2 separate regions of the Gossypium hirsutum genome follow, and region 2 is linked to region 1. A link is a contact called in public Hi-C data. All regions are on one chromosome and are shown on one strand. Each heading gives the region's core, a stretch centred on a gene start, on an enhancer-like site or on the middle of the called end of the contact. The rest is flanking DNA. Distances are from core to core; before and after follow the strand shown.

Region 1 (4,461 bases), core at 1,186-3,685:
CAGATGTTGTACTTCAGGTATAAGGACAATAAGTGAATTATTAAGGTCTAAATCAATGTTATCACTAGAGAAAACCCATTTAACCCACTCACAAATAGAAGGACCAACAAGTTTCCACTGCCTCTGATAGAAAATAGCATGAAGACCATCACTACCTGGAGCTTTTAAAGGTGCCATATCAAAAAAGGCCTTCTTAATCTCCTCGTCAGTTATAAGCATGCTAAGGAATTAGATCTCTTCCTACTCGAGAGACGGGAAGGCACCACACCCAAGACTGCCCGTTTTTCTTGATTGCTCTCTATAAAGATTCTTATAAAAATTGACTGCTTCCTGCTTTAAATCTTCCTCATTTATAACCCATTCCCCCACTTGATTTTTAAGGGCAACAATATGATTATGCTTCATTCTCTGTAAAGTTCGCCTATGAAAGAATCTTGTATTCCGGTCCCAAAAAACTAACCAGTCACACCTAGCCTTCTGTCTCCATAAAAGCTCCTCGTGATGTAATACTGACTCCAGCTCTTCTCGAATTTTAAATTCAACTTGATTAAAAAAAAGAGCTTTTTCGATCAATCGCCTTTTGAACGTTATCCAACTTTTTCTTCAAAATATTCTTCTAATGCGTAATGTGACCATAAACCTCCTTATTCCATAATTTCACTTGATCAGTGAAAGTAGCATGGGGTATTTGACATATCCCCCCAAAAATTTTAATTTTTTTTAATAAAATTCAAAAAATTCGAATGCTCAACCCAACTGGTCAAAAAACGAAAAGGCCTCCTTGAGGAAGACTCAACATCAGGTAAAAGAGATAATTTAAAGGGCATATGATCCGATTTAAGCTTTTGTAAATGCAAGACTTTTGACAAAGGAAACTTAAGGCTCCAAGCATTATTACAGATTTCTCTATCCGGTCTCTCAAAAACTCCTCCTCTACTCCAAGTAAAGTTTGGACCACTAAACCTCAAATCATGCAGCCCCATGGAATCCATGAATTCACTAAAGAGAGCACATCTTTTCCCAATGACCCGACCACCTTTTTTTTTTCACAAGAAACAATGATAGCGTTAAAATCACCAATCGCTAACCACCGAGTCCCATCCACCGGCACGGTATATTTCAAAGCTTTCCATAACTACTTTCGCTTCTGACCATTAGGACTACCAGACACAAAAGTAACCAAAACCGGTTGTCGATAAGAATTTCCAGAAATTTTAAGTAAAATAAATTGGGAATGATTACCCAAAATATCCACAGAGATAGTATCTTTCCATCCTATCCAAATTCCACCAGAGAAACCCACAGCCTTCACACGGTGTAAAAAATCAAAATCGAGTTTAGCAATAACAGAATCAACTTTAACACCACTTACTCTTATTTTTAAAAGGCCAACTAAATCAGGTCTAAGCTCTCTGTTATACTCCCAACAAAAACGAGGGAATTTAAACTAGCACAACCTTGACAATTCCAACTGAAAATAGTAAAATTCATTTTAAAAATAAAATTTAAAAGTAACCCAATTAAAAATACCACCATATTATACAAATGTAGAACCAAGGCCAGCAATCTATCCATCAGCATTACCACTAGTTTCATCTGCCCTAAGCCCAACTTGCGAATTGATAAGATTAGCCATGGAGCTTATAACTTCTGTCAAAGGAATTCGAGAAATTCCAGCGTTTTTAATTTTCCTTCATTTTCTTTAAACGTGCGATTAAGAGGAGGTCCACCGCGATTATTACCAACTTTATTCTCAGAACCACCCCTTCTGGAAATAGAAAAAGATTTATTAGTATTAACCAAAGTCTTTTTCTTATTATCTTTGAGTGATTTTGACACATTATTTTCATTGAAAATAACAGTCGAATAGTGATTTGGGTCTAAAAGGTTCTTATCTAATTTAACCACAGTTTCATAAGGGCCTTCGAACATGGGGTTATTGAGAACCAATTTATTCCCCTCATTCTCTGAAGAAGCCGAATGTACTTCTACATATTCCTATTCTGAAAAATCGTTAGAAGACATTCCACCAAGGCCTTTTTTATCCAAAATAAAATTTTGTCCCTTCACTAATGTGTTATCCAGGCCACTAGAAATTAAATCAACAGGTCATTTCCCTTCTTAGCCCACCACGCTTCTCCATCGATTACCCATTAATCTGTGCATCGCCCATTTTAAATTGTGCTAGACCTGCAAGCGAAAGAAGAGAACTAGAATTAAAAAAGGTAAAATTGTTAATCAGGTCATTATCTTTTTGAGGAAGCCCATCTGACTCCACAGGCCTTTTTCCCAGCGATTTAAAACTAAGACCCCCTCAATCTGACTCGTTTTTAAAATTTTCTGATCTGTTGGAACTTGAGCCCAAGACAGGCCCAACCAAAGGCCTAAAGCCTACCTCAGCCCTACGGTCTACTTCAACAACTTGACCCAAAATCGCTTTAGTATTAACCTCACCCAAAACCCATTTAGAATTAACCCTAGCACCAACACTTCTCATATCCACAGCTGCATGGTCATCATCCTTCTCCTCCAAAAAATCCCCAACAAACCACCTAAGTACGCCACCTGAGACATCTTCCGCAATCAACGGCGCAAACCTAGATCCCAACGTTCCCTTTCCCAAATTTGTTACCCTATTAGTCCGAGAATCCTATTGACCACGTCATGACTTTCTCTCCACCAACATCCATGGCTCGTAATCAACTTTCTTCCCTTCACCGTCCTTACTGATGTCATCATCGGAAGACGCTATCACCGCAGTCACAGGGCTACCTGAAGCCAGATTCACCCTCACCGATAGACACAACTCATTTACATACTTATATTTTTTGTAACTGAAGCAAATCATTGGAAGAGCCTCGTATTCAACCCGTTGCACGGCGACATCAACCAAAACCTGAGAGATTAGTGGTTTATCAAAATTGATGAACACAACTAAATAGGCAAATCGTCCTCTTGTTCTATTATCAGTTTGTAAATCTAACTTGACTACTTTTCTGATTAACCCTCCACTAGCTTCAATGATTTGTCTTTTGTATAGGTAACCCGGAAGACCCTGCAATCGAATCTAGGCCATCACCATGCTAGGATAAGGTTATGCTGGATTAAAGATTTCGTCTATGGTTATACCATAAGGTATTGACCAAAAATGATCCATGGGCCCTGAACTAAGACTTTGTTATAATCGTCAATATTCTGAAACTTAACCAAAAAATATCCATTAGTGATATCCATTAGATGAAAAGTTTTTGCAGGTTTTCATAGATTAAGTATACAGTTGTGAAGCACATTGTATCCGATATTGCGCCCTAGCAGCTTGAGAATCACTATCAACTCCATCTCCTTGAACAGTATGTCTTTGACACGATCCTAGAATATGATTGCCAAAATCCCATTAACCATGGACGTATTAACATCTCCATCCATTAATTCAAATTCACTCTCATTCTTTTCAAAATTCCCTTCAAGATTTTTATCAGAGGAGGCAACATATCCCCCCAAAAGTTTGTCTTTAAAAGACATAATCGACTGCTGGTCAGAATCAACAACCATATTGTTGATTTCTCCATTGATCACTTCCTTGAATCTAACTTTTTTAGTATTTCAATCACCACCGGTGCAAGATTTTCTATCAGTACCGTTGGCAGAATTTTTCGTCTCCATTTCCAATGTTTCTCTCTAAAACGAATAATTTCATAGTTATCCAATTCATTTTTTAGTTTTACTTATACATATGCTTTCACTTTTAATTTTCGAATGACTTTCTCCAATTTGGTGAATACTTAACGTTTAAATCAATTTATACCCGCCACTTTACACCATCATCCCACCATTATATACGTCCCTCTTTCTCCCTCCATTTGATCTTCACCATCATCAAACCTCCAGCCATTGCCCACCACCCCCTCAACTCATCACTATTTTCACAACCTCCATAAACATCACTCTCTAAACTATACCGAAACTGAAACCATACAAAAATAACAATAAACTCACACAAGGTATAAACTAAAAAAAAGAAGCAAAGATTCATTTCGGGTTATCTAGTTTTACGGGCTCGGAGCATCTGCTGCAAGATCCAAACGATGAGAGTGCATAAGAGGTTGAGGAGAGTAACATATTCCAATCTTAGGGCGATCTAACGATGAACAGCGACAAATCAAAGTTTTTGCTTCAAACTTTTGTTCATGTTTTTGATATTTTTGGACATTTTCTAGGGAAATCTAAACCGTTGGACGACAAAGATGATGAAGAGAGATTCATTTTGGTTTTAGAAGGGGTTGTTCAGAGCTCTGGCGGTGATGATGCATGTTGCCCGTGGCCAAGATAAATGGAGAAACAAGAAAAAGAAAAGGGGAAGGGGAGAAGATAAAAACGTGAAACAAATTTTTAATAATTTATATTTTTTATAAGTTTTCTATTATTTTATGATTTAAATTTTTTAGAGATTTATTTATTAAT
Region 2 (4,232 bases), core at 86-2,585, 410 kb after region 1:
TATGGGTTGTTAAGTGTGCTTAAAACTTTTTCAATTCCACACTTTTTCGTTAAAATAATTCTATTATCATTAATCTTTTCAACATTAAGGATATGCTTGATTAGGTGGAAAAGTGAATAAATGAAAGGAGTGAGTAGAAAAGTGAAATGAAAATAAATTTTAAATGTGTTTGGTAGGGAAAAAAAGCGAGAGAAAAAAAAATAAAAGAGATGATAATTTTCTATTTTAATGTATAAAAACTAATATTCCAATTTGAAATAATGGGAAGAGAAAAAAATGAATGAGATACGTATGTTAGTTTAAAATTATGTATTTTTCAAAAGTTTTGTTTTTTTTCTTTTCATTTTCTAAATCTACCAAGTAATAATTTGAAGCCATATACGCAATATATGAATACACTTGAATTTATACTTATAATGTGAGTAGGAACACATTACAAATTTTACATATTCACAATCTTAAATTAATATACAAGTTAATTTTTAAATGTATTCATGTAACACATTCGACCAAAACGTGAGTAAATTATATTTTTTGGATTAATTCAAATATTTGTTAATAATAAAAATGATTGAAAATGTTAAAATACATAAATACTATCTTTTATTTAATAAGGGTAATTTTTGTAATGTATTATTACATTAGTGTTGAGTGTAGCAAAATAAGTTAATACAACTTTTACGGGATTCATATCAAATGTTGTAAAGTAACTTTCCTATAATAAAGAAACACCAAAGTCAGTGTAAATGATAAATAATTAATAATTTTTTATTAAAGTATTGGATTAAATTAAAATTATCCAAAATGTTGAAAATTTTGTTTTTGTTTATATATTTTTCAATGATGTATGTAATTTTAAATTCCAAAAAAGCATATAAACTTTTAGCATAGGTTAAATTTTAAAACAAATTTACGGAGTCAAAATTTTTCAACGCAAAATCGCATCGGTCTATTTTGCAATAACCAGAAAGACGGCTAAAAAGACAAAGATTAAAAAAAAAAAAGGAAAATGACGGTTACAGCGTAGGAACGGCAGTATCTGAGCAGCGTAAATGTAAAAGCGTGTGGACCCCACGGAAATCGATGCGTTTCTTTACCGTCGATGAGCTTTCATGAAAGTCAACGGATCGACGGTCCACAGGCAGCCAATTGTGCCAAATAGGGCTAAATTGGTGAGAGGGGGAATCTCTTGGGTGGGCCCAAAACTTCTTACGTGTCCTACGAGTGACCTGACACAGATGGCGTTTCATTGCCACTTGTATTTTATATTCCAATTTTACCCTTAAAAATGCCATATTTCCATGTTAGTCCCCCCGGGAATCAGCCGAAAAAAAAAAAATGAAAAACGTTCGTCGCTTTCACTCTCAGTATTTTTCTCCTTCACTAACACGCGCACTCAGAAAAAAAAAAACGTTTTGCTCACTAAGCTCACTCTCTCACTACAAGTGCTTCCCTTTCTCTCTATATAATTTGTTTTTGTTTTTGAGATCTCGAAATTATATAAAATGGCCGGTTATCCATTGTAGGGATCTCCTCATTTGATTCGTTGTTTGAGCCGAGGTACGGTTTGGCCTTCGAGAAAATAGAAGGAAAAAAAAATGCTACGTTTCTGTTTTCTTTTTCTACTTTTGGTCGATTCTTTGTTTTGTATGGCATTTAGTATTCTAGTGTTGTTTCAGCCTTGAATTTCTTTTTCAAATTTTTTTTGTTTGATGAAAATGGGAAAAAAAGGAAGTGGTTTTAATTTGAGTGTTGATGTTTCTTAGTCGTTAATTTATCTATTTGAATGAACACAGTTTACGTGTAAGTGCTTGATTACGAGCTAGTTTTGGCCGTTAAAACTGAGTTCCTTTTTTCAAGTTTTACTATTAGTTAATGATTTCGTGTTGTTTATTATAAGTTATATGTTAATGTATATATGGATAAATTTGTTATGTTAACGTTCTTGATGATACCTTTTAATCATGTTTACTTTGCGTTGGTTTTAACCTTGTTCTTTTTTTTTCATGTTGGATTATCGTGATTGTTACCAGAAAATGAATCTTGAATTTGTTGGTGACAATTTCAGGACCTGGTAAAGGCTCCTTGACCGCCGTAATTGATAAAGGATACTTCTAATAAGGATAATTAATAGTTGTAATGACCCTTTAATTTTTATAGTGTAATGAATCATTATTGTGCTTTCTTGTGTTTTGCAAGAATCATAATGTCGCATTGTTTGTATTGCAGGACCTATCATTTATGGCTTTCGACCTCTGGGGGACATCATTCACTGAAGGTGCTTTATTTTTCTCAAATTAGCACATGCATGCAGTCTTATTTTGATCATTTTTTTTTGTGTGGTTTGACTAACTGTCTGTAATCTGCAGAAGAAAACAGCCCTTTCATACAACCAGAATGGCCGTATGACTTTTACTTTGGTTATGGCATCGGTATAATAATGGTCCTATTTTATTTGTACTTCTGGTGGATATTTTCTTGTCTTTTTTAATTACCATAGTTATGCAATGTGTTCTTTTTCTACAGATATGATTGAAGAAAATGCCTTGAATGAGAAATCTTGTATTCAAGTGTTGAGGATATTGATTGCAAAAGCAGATACTGAAATCGATGAACTTGAAAAAGATTTGGTGTTGCTCCAAAGTGAATTGGTCTGGGCTGAACATGAAGAATGGCATGACATTTGCTGTAGTGCTTTGAGAGCTAAGATCAACTGCCTTGATATCTCAATAAGGAAGTTGAGGAACAAGGATGAGAATGACATTGAGGTTTATTTATTGATGCATACTGAACCTGTTGAGAAGTTGCATGAAATAATGAAGGCTCTGCTCAAAAGTTTCTACAATGAGAAACATGAGCAGGTTTGACTTTTGAATATTTTTCATACTCTTTTACTAACCTGACATGAATTTTATTCAACCCAGAAATTTAAAGGGATAATACAAGAAGCATGTGACCTCACGTTGAGTTTTACAAATTGTGTCTCTTAACTCTGCAATTTCAACCAAATTTGTGTACTATATATGGTTTTTGTCTCTCGGTTTTACATTAGCTTGATGGGATGCTTCAATTTATTTCTGGTACATGCATTTTGTTGTGGTTGTTCTGAGTTTAGGTTTAGACGTTTAGTACTGTCTGGATGTCACAAAGTTGTAGTGATGTTAGATTTTTCTTCTAGGCTTTGTCATTCTGGATGGAAAGAGAATGGAGAGCCATAAATTGACTGAAATAGAGGTGGAATATTGATTAGTGTTTTATTTATTTGGAGCGCTTTTGCATGTAGAACTTGATAAGCATGGTCAACTCCTCTAGCTGTTGGCATATTGGTTTTGTTTTTGTAATTCGTGTACCTTCCTAGCATTTGTTTATTAAGTTTTCCTTCTTATATTTGCTTATTTTATGCATTATTTCATGAACTAAGACAATTTTCCTTTCAAGAATGAGCAATCTCAGGATGTTGTCCCAGATTCAAGGTCTGGTTCTCTAGAGCAGTCCGCTGCCCTGCATAAGAACCAAAAATTGAACTCATCAGATTCATGTTTCATTGCAAAGGAGGAAAACAATGGACCCAATGTTACTCCCAAAGAAAATTTTACTTCATCAAATCCATCTATGGAGCTTGAAGTGAAGAAGGCAAATAGTTCAGAAACAGTTAAGTTAGATGAAGCTTTATCCTTTTGTGCTTTAACATGTCCATGACCAAATATTCATCTACTCTACATATAAATACAAGTAGAGAAATCCAAATTTTGGGCTGTCATTGCAGGTATATTATTGCAGTACAGTCACTAAGGGCTGTATTAAGGGTAATTGTTATATTAATATGACAACTTGCCATATCTTCCTACTTTGCATCTTCCTTTGTGTCTCTTTGAATGTTTCACATTTGTCTCTGTCTCTGTCTTTTCTAACTGGGTGGTAGATGTGGGATCTGTCATGGCCTCAATGTTGATTTATTTGTTTGAATTCTTCCTACAAACACTTTTAAGAGAGTTGGTGCTTACTATTTGATATTATAAGCTATTATTGATTTGTATTAACATTTTTCTGGCTCTAAGTATGATTTTTGTGGGTGATATTGTTGACCTTCAAATACTTGTAGCTTTTATCATGTCAAATATTGTGTATGGGCCTGCATGTCTGATTCTAGTTTTCAACACTTTTGGAGATTCATAGATGCTTTCATGCTTGTAGTTGTGGCTGAAATGGTAAACATGTATCCAGCCTTAATA

The links. A called contact is a pair of places that touch in the nucleus more often than the background predicts.
Region 2: a contact with region 1 is called in a Hi-C map of leaf, with 2.4 times the contacts expected there. The contact joins the promoter of LOC107918150 here to the enhancer-like site in region 1. A contact is called at or near these places in 2 of 34 Hi-C or Micro-C datasets (both in leaf).

The regions. Positions count from the first base shown.
Region 1 is chrA01:42,280,401-42,284,861 of Gossypium_hirsutum_v2.1, forward strand. No RefSeq gene overlaps it. Among protein-coding and RNA genes, the nearest start is that of LOC107918156, 57 kb to the right of the region's middle. Within about 2 kb of position 2,436, at least 9 of the 9 cell types and tissues checked have an H3K27ac peak or open chromatin away from gene starts, as enhancers often do. A contact at or near this core is called in leaf, where this site is marked.
Region 2 is chrA01:42,690,859-42,695,090 of Gossypium_hirsutum_v2.1, forward strand. It overlaps LOC107918150, which reads left to right and starts at 1,336. Exons shown (of 9, transcript XM_016847679.2): 1 at 1,336-1,560; 2 at 2,230-2,278; 3 at 2,370-2,432; 4 at 2,527-2,861; 5 at 3,439-3,651. The coding sequence starts at 2,242.